2 separate regions of the Mus musculus genome follow, and region 2 is linked to region 1. The links are chromatin contacts, called in public Hi-C maps. All regions are on one chromosome and are shown on one strand. The core of a region is the stretch at or near the end of the contact, and the rest is flanking DNA. Distances in the headings are between cores, read along the strand shown.

The links. A called contact is a pair of places that touch in the nucleus more often than the background predicts.
Region 2: a Hi-C map of pancreatic cancer cells shows a contact between it and region 1, with 2.2 times the contacts expected there. The contact joins two enhancer-like sites. A contact is called at or near these places in 15 of 39 promoter capture datasets (the 3T3-L1 cell line, the C10 cell line, the HPC-7 cell line and 8 more), 5 of 15 datasets of contacts at CTCF or cohesin (embryonic stem cells, large pre-B cells, pro-B cells and 1 more), 87 of 484 Hi-C or Micro-C datasets (3T3-L1-derived adipocytes, the 63-12 cell line, the AML12 cell line and 55 more), 9 of 115 datasets of contacts at active chromatin or transcription factors (astrocytes, embryonic stem cells, epiblast stem cells and 2 more) and 1 of 9 other capture datasets (embryonic stem cells).

Annotation. Positions count from the first base shown.
Region 1 is chr14:32,299,962-32,306,793 of GRCm38.p6, forward strand. No RefSeq gene overlaps it. Among named protein-coding and RNA genes, the nearest start is that of Ogdhl, 19 kb to the right of the region's middle. Within about 2 kb of position 5,085, at least 34 of the 459 cell types and tissues checked have an H3K27ac peak or open chromatin away from gene starts, as enhancers often do. A contact at or near this core is called in pancreatic cancer cells, where this site is marked.
Region 2 is chr14:32,490,459-32,496,514 of GRCm38.p6, forward strand. No RefSeq gene overlaps it. Among named protein-coding and RNA genes, the nearest start is that of Ercc6, 20 kb to the right of the region's middle. Within about 2 kb of position 2,258, at least 40 of the 459 cell types and tissues checked have an H3K27ac peak or open chromatin away from gene starts, as enhancers often do. A contact at or near this core is called in pancreatic cancer cells, where this site is marked.

The sequences.
Region 1 (6,832 bases), core at 3,835-6,334:
ATTTGGCGAATGACATATGAAACTTGTCAAGCTCAAACAAAATGCCCCAGAATGCAAGGTAACTTCCAAGAACTAAAGAAAAAAAAATCTTGAAAGTAATGAGCAAGGACATATTCCAGGACAAACAGTTCAAATGACTGGATTTATCAGAATCCATAAAGATGGGAAGGGAGTGCTGCAGACTGCACGGTCGCCAAAAGAATTCAGCGAGAACATAATTCAGTGGGAGAGAGCACCATGACAGTCTTGGACGCAGGAAAGCCAAGAGAACCTGTTGGCAGCTGACCTGACTAATAGCCTGGCCAAAGCTCTTAAAAGAAATGAAATGTTTAAAAAAAAAAAAAAAAAAAAAGGAGGAGGAGAAGATTATGATGATATTGGAAGATCAGAAAAGAAATGTAGTTGAAATAAAGGTATGACAAACCTCAAGATTTTTCAAATGTTTATCAAAGTTAAAGGTGACTTTATTATATGAAGGGGAAATGAAGCAATGACTCAGATATAAATATTTGAGGGCAGAAAGCAAATAGATGTAAAGTTTCCACATCACACAAACTGGTAAAATGCAACACTAAAGGGCAGGAAAAAAACCCAAAGGCTGTTCAAAATGATTAATCGAACAAATAAGCCTTTGTTTCAGCTATGGGGGGAAAAAAAGGTACATTTTATCGTTACTATTGGAAATGAGAAGTGGGTATCACTGCATATCCTGAGACATAATATAATAATCGAGGATTGGGAACCTAATGCTCACAAATTTGATACATTAAAAGAAATGGACCTATATTTGAAAAGCATCAGCCACAAATTACAGGAAGAAATCAGTAAATCAGTAGCTAATGACCTTCCAAACAGAAAGCTCCCACACCATGATTCCTAAGGAATCCTATGAAATGAAGGTCTTAAAGCAACTGTCGAGAGTGTGTTTTGGAGAGTAGAAGGGAACTCACCTAGCTCATGCTATAAGGTAAACACTACCCTCAACAACAAAACCAAGCAACACCTTTAAAGAAAACAAATTATAGACCAGTATCTCTTGACTTAAAAGTAAAAGTTTTGAACAGAGAGTTAGCTACTTAAGTCCAACAGCATAAATTTTAGATGTACATCATTACCAAATGGAATCTATCCCAGATATATAAGGCTGGGTAGTATTTTTTTTTTTAATTCGTATAATCAAGCCATCACATTAACAGTCTAAATAAAATAGAGGCGGGGCATATAGCCTTCCATATTGCGGGGCCCTGAGTTTGGTCTCTAGCGCTGCCAGAAGGAGGAAAATACCATCACATCAATAGACACAGAAAAGGCATCCGGGAAAATCCAGTTTCCGTTCACGATTTAAACCTTCGGGAAACTAGGACTAGACGGGAAGGTTCCTACCTTGGTAACATACACAAAAAGTGTTAGGTGATATTCAGTGGGAGGGACTAAAAGCCTTTCTGGTATGGTCAGGAAGACGACGAGTATGCTCCCTTTCAATACTGGAAGGGCTAGCTACTGCATACAAATAAAAGAAAATAAGAAATAAGACTCTGCTTTAAAGAACTTTAAAAACTGCTTTAATTAGAACACGATGTCATAGCCTCTCAATATAGCATGTTTACAAGAGAAAATCCTTCAGAAGTCAAAATCCCGGCTCTGGTAGCATTGGCCTTGTTATGAGAAGCCCGGCCCCTCTGCCCGTCAGGTCCTGCTGCTCTACAATTCGTTTGGTTCCCTTTTCATCTCTTCTGCTTGGTATGCGTTAGGTTTCCTGACCCCGATGCGTCACTAATTCATCTGTACCAGAATGTTCCCTTCCTGGAACTCGGGATGTTTTCGATGTCACTCTGACCTCTGTTTCTCTTAGTTAATTGTTTTAAATGCATACAAAAGCAGCTTTGTTCTTCGCATTTGATCCAGAGCCACACACAGCCACGTGGTCCCCAGAACCCTGCCAATCCAGATATTCCTTCCATAGAAAGGGATAGCATTGCTCAGCCCCCATGTCAAAGAGAGGGACCACCATGCAAGCCATGCGCCCTGGACAAAGGACCTTAAAGGTACTACACGTACTAACAGTACTGAGAGTCGGGGGAGGAGCCAGCATCTAGCCTCCTCTTTTCCAACCACTTTTCCTTCCCCCTTTCCTCTCTCTTTTTGTCCTTGTGCACACTGCAGTGAACTTTCGTCCTAATGACAAACACTCCACTTTTTAGTCCATAATCACTGTTCCTACTTCTCCCGATGGCTGAATTGCCCCTGGGAAGTCTATAGTTTGCCCACTATGCACATGCCCAGATCACTGCCATGGCCAGTTTTGGAGAACAGCATTTTCTCACAAAGAGGCTCCATGGGCAGGTGGGACAGTGCATCTGAATTCTCCTCCCTAAGGAGGGAACCTAGGGATACTCACTGGCAGAGGTGTGGGAAGGTGACTGGAGGCTAGGAAGTAGGCGGAGTCTCCGTGTGGGCAATCTATCTTCACCAACCTCACAGCTCAGTGGTATTAATCTACCCTATAAATGGATGGCTTAAAAAGTCAACTAAAAGCAAGGAACCAAGAGCGGGCGAAGCCATTAAGTCTTGAGGGATTATATAAGCTTTCCTCAGCCCGACAAGGGTGTGCTGCAGTGAGGCTCAGGCAGGTGTTGGTCGTTAATCTCTCAGAAGGGCAGTCTCTGAGTTACCCATGCTGGACTGGATGGCTGTATTATTCCACACAGAGACACGTACTTAGGAAATCAATAGTGCTATAATAGCAGAACATGACTAATGTCCTCTGCCTTTCTTTAAAACCCCTGGCTTCCTCTAGCTCAACAATGAGAGGATCTATCCAGCCAGGGGATGAACGAAGTCCTGGACCTGCACGGGGAGGGAACTCACACTCAGACAGCATCCAGGGTGCAGGCCACTGCCTTACACACACCAGAACTGACCTTGAGTCTCACATCAGAACTGATTCCAGCTAGTGCTAGACAGGCCTCTGTCTGCTCTGCTTTTCAATCTGTGAGAAGGGTTAAACAGTTGCTACTTTGCCTCCAAGAAAAATTACCACTGTATTTTATCATAATGTTTAGGCCTTTCTCATTTTCCTTGCCTTGTGTTGGAGTGTGTGTGTGTGTGTGTGTGTGTGTTTCCCTTCAAAGTCTCAGACCTTTCCACCTGCTGGAGCAAACCTGGAGGGAACTGGTCTTTACTGATTTTTTTTTTCTTCCTTGAAAACATAATTCCACTCTGAACCAGGTCATTAGCACATCGGTCATGCGCTGCCTGGCCTGCGCTCAGGAAAGGAAAGAAACTTAAATTCCTTAATATAGTAGATAGATAGGTTCAAAAGCCAGCTCTTCTCTCCATACTCTCCAGTCTCACGCGGCCCCTTCCCCTGCTTAGGGTCTCCTTTCTCTCTGTCTCAAACCAGTAAGTTCCCAGGCATCTTACAAGACTATCCAGGGGTGGCTTCCCTGGGGACGCCTTCCCTGACCTCAGACATGGACAGCCTTCTATCGACCCCAATCTTCCCACAGTCCTGCACCATGAGGAGCAATGTGTCTAGAACACAAAAACCAGGTTCTCATCTCAAGCCTCAGGCTGCATTTCTAACAGTCTCTTGCACAAAATATGCCACTGCCATATTTTGGGTGATGAAACGATACCTTTCTTCTCACCTGTGTGCTTCAACAGAAACTCTGTCGGACTTTTTTTTTTTTTTTTTTTTGGTTTTTTGAGACAGGGTTTCTTGGCTGTCCTGGAACTCACTTTGTAGACCAGGCTGGCCTCAAACTCAGAAATCCACCTGCCTCTACCTCCCGAGTGCTGGGATTAAAGGCATGCGCCACCACTGCCCGGCTCTGATAGCCTTTTAATCTCTGGTTCCCAGGGCTGACCACAGAGCCAATGATGCAGCCATTCGGAGTGCTTTTGATTGACAGTTGGTGAGTCTGCAGATCCAGAACCCAGGACACAGGAGCAGAGTGCTCATTAGAAGGTGATAAATGTCACGCCGTGGAGGTGGCCTCTGGGAGCGTTTGAAGGACTGTAGCTCAGACCGAGTTTGAGACCTTATAAAGCTTGGAGAAATCTGTTTTTGCTTTTTAAGGTTTTTTAAAAAAAAATTGTGTGCATGTGTGTATGTACAAGTGTGCGTGTGAGAGAGTGCTCCTGGAGGCTGAAGAGGCTGTCAGATCCCCTGTAGCTAGAGTTGCAGGCAGTTGAGTCATCTGATGTGGGTGCTGAAAATCAAACTCTGGTCTTGTACAGGAGCAGCCAGTACTCTTACCAACTAAGCCATCTTTCCACACCCCCTACCTCTACCTCTACCTCTACCTCTACCTCTACCTCTACCTCTACCTCTACCTCTACCTCTACCTCTACCTCTACCTCTACCTCTACCTCTACCTCTACCTCTATCTCTACCTCTACCTCTGCCTCTACATGGGAAAATAGATCCTAAAGAAACCAGCAGGCCTGCTGGGGCCTCACAAGCAGAGAGAGCAACTAAACTAGAATCAGAAGTCAGTCCTTGCTTGTAGAAAGGCTTTTCAACTTAGGTTTAAGGACTAGACCCTTGTGTAAATGTCTGATGTCGTTGTGAAAACTTTTTTCTCCCTGCTGGGGATGGTGCCCCGGTGCTTGCCCTGCTAGGTGGGTAATCGCTCCACCACTGATGTACAACTCCAGCCTGAAGCGGGGTCATTTTTATTGTTCCAAGTGTATCATCTCTAGTTTCACTGAAGGCCAACTGTTCTTTCTTGTTTCTCTTGCCTGGTGTTCTGTGGGTTTTAATCACAGGCGATGAGATTCTTGTTTCTCAGTCCCTGAGCCCTGCACTTGCCGTCAGACCTGACATCAACTTGAAACTTCCTTTCCCATTTACCTGTCTCTATTATGCAGACCATGAGAAGTCACAAGCAGGCACTATGTCCTCAGCAGAGCATATGACACAGTCTCAGTAAAGCCAGCACCAGCCGGTCGGGACAAGGAGAGCCTTTGGCATTTGGGTAGCATACAGATTTGCATCCAGACTGCTCCAGCAGTCACCGCAGGCTTTGCTCATCCCTTTGAATGCTATTGGACTGTGACCCAAGGGTGACTTCTGCTCTTCCTCTGTAACTCTCCCACGATGACTCACACATATCATAAATTGTTGCTGGTCTTCAGAGTCAGGGAGACTACGCTAGTCTCAGGAATGGCAAAGAAAAGCACAGTTCATCAAAACAAAAGCCACTGCGCAGTCGCCGCCCACTCATAACAGGAGTGTTCAGATCACAATGACTGAAAACAGCAGCGTGTAGGACAGTTACACACCTTTATCCCCCTCCACGGGCACAGCAGGTATTTCTGATGGGGCTTATGCCTTGATTTCATGCCAGGAAGTGACCCGGGTGACTCAGTGACAGGGCTGAGCTTTACACTTAAGTCTTCCAGCATCTCTTGTATCCTGGCTCCTTTTCTGCAATAAAGAGCATGGCATTGATTGGCTGTGGGCTTCCAACAGTTTAAAGGTGACAAGCTCGGTATAGTCTCACTGTGGAGGGGACAGCTTTATGTAGGAGGGTGTCATTTGACCACCTGCCTCCTCCATCCTTCTTTTGTGAGACAAATGAGGAAATACAGTGACCTGCTTTCTGGATAATGCTTGGCTAATGCTTTGGTGAGGCTAGAATTCTGTTCTGCTTTGCACTCTTTTGTGCTTGTGCACGCATGCGCGCATGTGCACACACACACTCACACACACACACACACACTTTAAAATGAACAGGAAATTTATACAAAGAAATAAAGAAGCAGAATACAATTGTAAACTAGTGCATCCATTTTCATCAAGCTTCTTGTGGTATCTACGATGCTCCAAGACCTAACTCACAGATATGTGTCTAATAGACATGACTCATACTACACCCTAATAGATATGCACTATAATGCCGTAGATCCATTATTTACAATATTAAAGAACGAAAATTCCATCTAGAGTAGAAAAGGCAAAAATAATGTTGTACATCCCTGCAATGCATCACTACGAGCAGTGAGAGGGAGCCATGCAGATGAATGACAATGTAAGCTTTAGACATAGTGACAATATAAGCTATAGACATAGCACTGCCTGGGAAGAGCCGAACACAAGAGCTTGTCTCTGCCTGTGGACTCAACACCGATGGCTTCAACCAAACTTGATTAGAAAACAACCATTAAAGAAGCGATTGTGGGACCTGGAGAGATGGCTTTATGGCTATGAGTACTTGCTGTTCTTGCAGAGGACCTGAGTTTGGTTTCATGCACCCACCTGACAGCAGAGTGATCAGATCTTAATTGGCTTATAGGGCAGTCATACACCTTTATCCTTCTGTTGTACTGATACATACAGATTTTTTCTTTGTCATTATTCTCTAGATGCAGTATAATAGCTCTTTGCAGTAAGCATCAATAGCAATCTAGAGATGGCTTACCTGGTGCAGAAGGCTATGTCTATGCGGTATGTGTATGGGGCTGAGGGGATCTACATACTGGAACTAGAACCCAGGGCTTTGTGTTAGGCATGTGCTGGATCACTAAGCTACATCCCTAGCCCAGAGTTATATGTAAATAATGTCCCTTGTATATAAGGGACTTGAGCGCCTGAGGGGTTGGGCATTCATGGGCAGAGCTCTGCGGTGTTGCTCCATTTCTGCAGTTTGAAAACAATCAAACTTGGTGTGTGGTGAGCAGTGGGACTGTGGCTGCCTCTGGGGAGCACTGATTAACAGAGAGGCAGCACAGCAATCTCTCCAGGATCCTCGGAATTATTTACATGTTTACACACACATGCATGAGTGTGTGCCACGGGACACTTTCATCTCTATGTGTAGGTTTA
Region 2 (6,056 bases), core at 1,008-3,507, 190 kb after region 1:
CTTCACTTACCTGTTGCTGGCTGGTTGTGTTGTACAACTTCCAGTATTCTAGAGGCAGAGGCAGGTAGATCTCTGTTAGTTCAAGGCCAACTCAAGGTCTACAGAATGAGTTCTAGGACAGCCAAGGCCACACAGAGAAAATCTGTCACAAACAAACAAACAAACAAACAAACAACAAAAGCTTCACCTGTCAGCAGTTTTCACTCAGCATGCTATCTAGTTTTCCTCCTGTCTGTCTGAGTGGCTATGGTCCCTCTGTCACAGGGTTTTCTACCACTTCTATCTTGGTGTATGTCATTGTCTGATCTGATTACATTTAATACAATCTGACAGAGCAGGGATTGTGTGCTGTCATTTGCTGTTGTGACCTCAGTGTCCAGAATGGTGCAGATGTGGAACGGCCATGGTGAACAGCCACAGAAACAGAAAAGTGGAGCTAGGAGCTCTCAGCTCACTGGCAGGCTGCATGGGGGTGCCTGATCCAGAACACCAGTTTGACTGTGGTGATGCCTATCCCTGGTTGTCAACTTAACTACATCTGGAGTGAAGTACAATTCAGAAATGGAGGGTACACTTGTGATCCAGATCCTGAGACTAGAAGACACAGGCTTCTGACCTGGATCTTGACGAAGATCTTGGTAGATGGTGGCCATGTAAAGCTTAGGCCCAGGCAAGGTGGTACACGCCTTTAATCCCAGGAGATTGAGGCAAGGAGATTTCTGAGTTCAAGGCCAGCCTAGGACTAAGCAAGTTCCAAATCCAGGTGTGGTGGCACACACCTTTATTCTGGGCCAGACGTTCTGCTGGAAGCCTACACAAGGACAATGGAAGAAGGAAGACTCACCGCTCTTCACCTGCTTGCACTTACTGGCCAGCACATCTGTTGGAACCTGCTTCTTCAGGATTCCAGCTTATACAGAAGACCAGCTGAAACACCTAGCCTCGTGAAACAGAGCAACTACCAGATTCTTAGACTTCCCATTTACACCTGCCCATTGTTGGGTTAGTTGAACTGCAGACTGTAAGTCATTACAATAAATTCCCTTAATAGATAGAGACATTGCATAAGTTCTGTGACTCTAGAGAATCCTGACTAATACATGGCCACATTGCCAACCCCCCTGCTCTTTGTACACTGAGGAAGAGTTCCAGAAGCCCCTCCTGTGCACAGTGACCTGAGAAAGCAAGCACAATGGGGCATTCTTGTCAAGGACTGTCAGGGTAAACCAGGGGACCACATACCAACACACTGGATGCTGCTCTTGGGTCGTGTGGAGGAAGCTGGGCTGCCAGTTGGACCATGGACAGGGGCATAGTGGGTTAGGGGTCAGGTCTATAGCAATAGGATCTGTGAAAGGGACCTGGGAGCCTGACCGCTAACCCTGGAGGACTGGTTAGGGCTCTTGGGGCTATACTGTTTACTGTGCCAACAGAGAGAACATTGATTGCAGCATGCCCAGTGCTTAAAGAACTTTCAAAACTGAGAAGTGACTGGGGATATGTAGTTCAGAAAGCTGTGATCTCACTTGCTCTGGACTCCTGGGGTTCCTAGAGTTAGAGATTTCCTTCCTCCCTCCCTCCGTCCCTCCGTCCCTCCCTCCTTCCCTCCCTCCCTTCTGTTTCTTCTTTCTTTTCTCTTTCTTTCTTTCTTTCCTTCTTTCTTTCTTTCTTTCTTTCTTTCTTTCTTTCTTTCTTTCTCTTTCTTTCTTCCTTCCTTCCTTCCCTTCCTTCCTTCCTTCCTTCCTTTCCTTCCTTCCTTTCCTTCCTTCCTTTCCTACCTACCTTCCTTCCTTCCTCTTTCTTTCTTTCTTTCTTTCTTTCTTTCTTTCTTTCTTTCTTTCTTTCTTTTCCTTCCTTCCTTCCTTCCTTCCTTCCTTCCTTCCTTCCTTCCTTCCTTCCTTCCTTTCTTTCTTTCTTTCTTTCTTTCTTTCTTTCTTTCTTTCTTTCTTTCTTAGACTGGGAGTCTTCTGTGTATTTCCAAAACTATGTCAAGTTTGTAGTCTTCCTGTCTCAGTCTCGTGAGTGCAGAGATTACATGTGTGTAACACCATTATTTAGACTCTGCACTTGCTCATAGAAACACAGTCCCTCAGAGCTTCTTGAAATCCAGGAGGGCTGCTGAGGAGACATGGACCCCCTCCCCCCGAGGCTTGCTTTAGTATCCACCCCTACTCTTCCCGCTGCAGTGAAGAGCACCCAGGAGGCTGTCATTTTCTGTCTCGTCTTCGCTGAGACAAGTGTGCTCAGGGACCACACCCACCCACGCATGTGGGCGGCTCCGGTTTTGTGGCTTCTGGGAGTACACAGCCGCCAGGCTGCAGCCTTATATTTTCCTGGCTTTGTGATGTCAAAGATGACTCATTAGGTGGACGCTTGCTTTACTGATTAATCTTACTTAAGCACGTTGTAGTTTTCCCTGAAGCCTCGCTGGGAGCACCGGTTTTGCTACAATAGGAACGAAATCGCAGGCAGGTCCCTGGAGCGTTGCATCCTGCCGACTCCATTTCTTTGGTCCTCCACATTAATTTACTTCAAATGACACCAAGGGGCCAATGTATTGCACACATACCTTTGCTTGATGAAATTTTTTTTTGCTTTCGTTTCTAACCATTTGTATAAAAAGCTCCAGTTTCAGCTTGTTTAGACCTTTAGGCAGGGAATTGAACTCTTCCAAACCACTTCCAAATTGCTCCCACTCTGAAAACTTGCTGAGGCTGGCTTTCTCTCTGCTGGACCGAAAGCAGAAATTCTTTTATCAGTCAGAAAACACCACACAGCACACAGGCTGTGATTCCCAGTTCTCATGCCCTCCCTCATAAGGCTTTAAATCAGTGGCTCTCAACCTTCCTAACGCTGCGACCCTTTAATACAGTTCCTCATATCGTGCTGGCCCCCAACCATAAAGTTGTTTTGTTGCTACTTCATAATTATAGTGCAAATATCTGATATGCAAGACATCTGTTACATGCCTCCCTGTAAAAGGGTTGTTTGACCCCCAAAAGGGTCGTGACTCATATGCTGAGAAACCCCACTTTAAATATTTTAGTAAAACTGCGCTCCCTGGGCTGATGAGTTGTTTGAGAAGATTTCGTATCCTTTTCTCCAATATTGGTGATGCAGTTGGGGTTTCCCCTGGCTTCTGTACCCCAACTCCGGGTTCCAACCTGTGTCCTCGCCACAATGACTCATGGGCTAGAACAGCCAGTTACAAAAGGAAATGTTGTATTTCTCCAGTGAGATATGTCCAAGGGTGACTTTTGAGGAAAAAATGATCATGTCTAGACGGTAACTATTCTGGAGAGGAAGTCAGGCCGAGAGAGCAGTGGAGACCAGTCGGGAAGCTCAAAGGACACAGGAAACCTTGGACAAACCAGGGAAGCCATGAGGTGGATGAATAAGGGAGAGGCCCTTCTTAGAGGGCAGAGTCAGAGAATGTGCCACCTGGGCTGGATTCTGGAGGTCACACTCAGAGTGTGTCAGCTCTCCAGAGAATGGGGAACTAAGGACCTTTCCTTGCCATCCCTGGGGATTCTGGTTCTAGTGGCCTGAGGGGGGATGGGAATTTTTTTTTTGATGGTAGCAATAATAACAACTCAGATTTTATAATAGCTTTATACCAGCCATCGTCTTAAGAATTCATATCGAGGTGGTCCCTGATTTAGTGATTTTCAGCTTTATCCTAGTGCAAAAGCAATAAGTTATACTTCAGCTATTGATGCTGACTTTTTCTGGAGCTAACGGTGCACAATCCTGTATTTCTTTACTTTCTGGGCATAGCTGCCAGGCTCCATCGCATGAGTAAACCTCTGAGACTGTTCAGAACACTCAGTGGCTCAGCTAGGATGTTCATTCAGTATGTTAGCTACGCATGTTCAACTCGTGATGTCTTCTATTTGTGATGGTTTTTTGATGCAGCTCCATCAGCAGCTAGGAGGGCTTGTGGCAGGCTAGTTAACATGACTGCTAACTAGTTAATATGACTAGTTAACAGACTTCAGAAGTAAGCTCTTGGGAGGTCAAGTGTCTGCCTCTCGGACCCTTTACGGCAATGGTGATGACTGTGATGTAAGATGGTCCTTAAAGAAGAAGAAGCAGCTTTCCTTTATTTTCCATTTCCTAGGACCTTACCATGTGTCGGCTCCCATCTCCTGCATATTCCCACTAGATAAAGAAAGCAATGCATTGCTCCAACTTTAAAGACACAGAACAGGGAGGAGGTGGCCAGTGCCCTCCACTGGGAAATTTGTAACCCTACATTCTCTGCTGTGACGCTGACATACTTATCTTTTCCAAATTCTTTATTCTAAAGCATATTTTAAACTTATGCACACTATGATAGGTGCCTTCCTGAGAAAGTAATAGATGCTAGCTGTAAAAGTGATCCTGTGAGCATGTAAATTTAGAATATCTTGGAACGGTGTTACCGAGGGAGGCTGTGCTACGGCAGGATCCAAAGCCATCTCCCATGTGCAGCTCATGGCAAATCCTGAAAGGGGTTTCTAGCACAGCGGTCCCAATGACCCCTCTCATTCCACCATTTATTTTCTTTTAAAAAGTTATTTTAAATTGATTTAAATTGGTAAGTCAAAATAAAAATCTTGGGCATCCTGTTTCCTATCTTTTCTCTGAGTTTTTATTTTAAAGATATTTTTGATTAGCATATATTCATTGTACATGGTAATGGGTTTTAGAGGGACATTTTAATGTAAATATACAGCTGTATAGACTGAGCTCTGGGCACCTCTCCCTCCCCTTTCTCTCCTCTGTTAGTCCCCTTTGTTCCCCAGGATAGTTTTGCTTCTACTTTGATGTCAAATATACATGCATGACATCCCATATCTATATATTTTATAAATAAGAAAAATAAAATATTTGCCTCTCTGAAACTGATTTAATTCATTTAAAAGTATCTCCAGTTGAATTCAGAGTACCTTTCTTTATGACTGAACAAGAATTACATTGTATACAAACCACATTTTCTTTTCTTTCAAAAAATCGTTTTTGCCAGACGTGGTAGTACACCCCTTTAATCCCAGCACTTGGGAGGCAGAGGCAGGCAGATTTCTGAGTTCAAGGCCAGCCTGGTCTACAAAGTGAGTTCCAGGACAGCCAGAGCTACACAGAGAAACCCTGTCTCAAAACAAACAAACAAACAAAATCTTTTTAAAAAGATTGTGTGTGTGTGTGTGTGTCTGTCTGTCTGTCTGTGTGTGGGGCAGGAAGAGCTCTTTACTGTTAAACCATTTCTCCAGCCTACTTGATGTGATTATAAGCTTCTAATTTTTATAGAATGTTACTTAATACACTCTATTATATAAATTTTAAGCTCAGAGTTAAAGATATGGCCCAGTGGTTGAGAACTTAGTTTGTGTGAAAACCTGAGTTTGATTCTTGGTGCTACAAAACAAACAAACCCACAAACGAACATAGAAGGCCAATGGGAATAGAATAAAGATAGGAAACTCAGCATTGAATGCACTGATATAAAATGTTGGAAAGTGCTCTTGGTTTACAAACTGAGATACCCCCTACCCCCAGGCATTCTTCCCAGGGGCTGATTTAATTCATTCAGGGTGCTCATAAGTAACAAGACAACTTGTCTACTAGAGGGGCAAAGCAGAAGGGGAGGACAGCCACAGGTACCTGGAGAGGTTGCAGGGCCAGGCAGGGACAGTGATCTGGCCCAAGGGCACATCTAGCCAGTGATCTGGAGCTCAGAGGCTGTGATCTCAGGCAGGATGACAGGGGAGTCACCACCCAGTGCCCAGTGCCCAGTGCATGCTTTTCAGCTGCCACTTGCTGTGACTCTATGTAGAGCTGGTACAGCCACGTGGACAGGGTGAAGTTGCAATCCAATGTGTGCTATCTCTGCATCAGAGGGCTGATGCAAGCGAGACCTCGTAAAAGAAGGCTGTGGGTAGGAGGTGAAACGAGTCTGGAACTCTCTTCCTGGAACGGTAAATTTCTAGTTCACAAATTTCCTTGGTTGAAAATGGTTTTTCCTCTTTCATTTTGGGTAATCATCCAAGGTGACCTGAAGTTCCACACACAGTCCC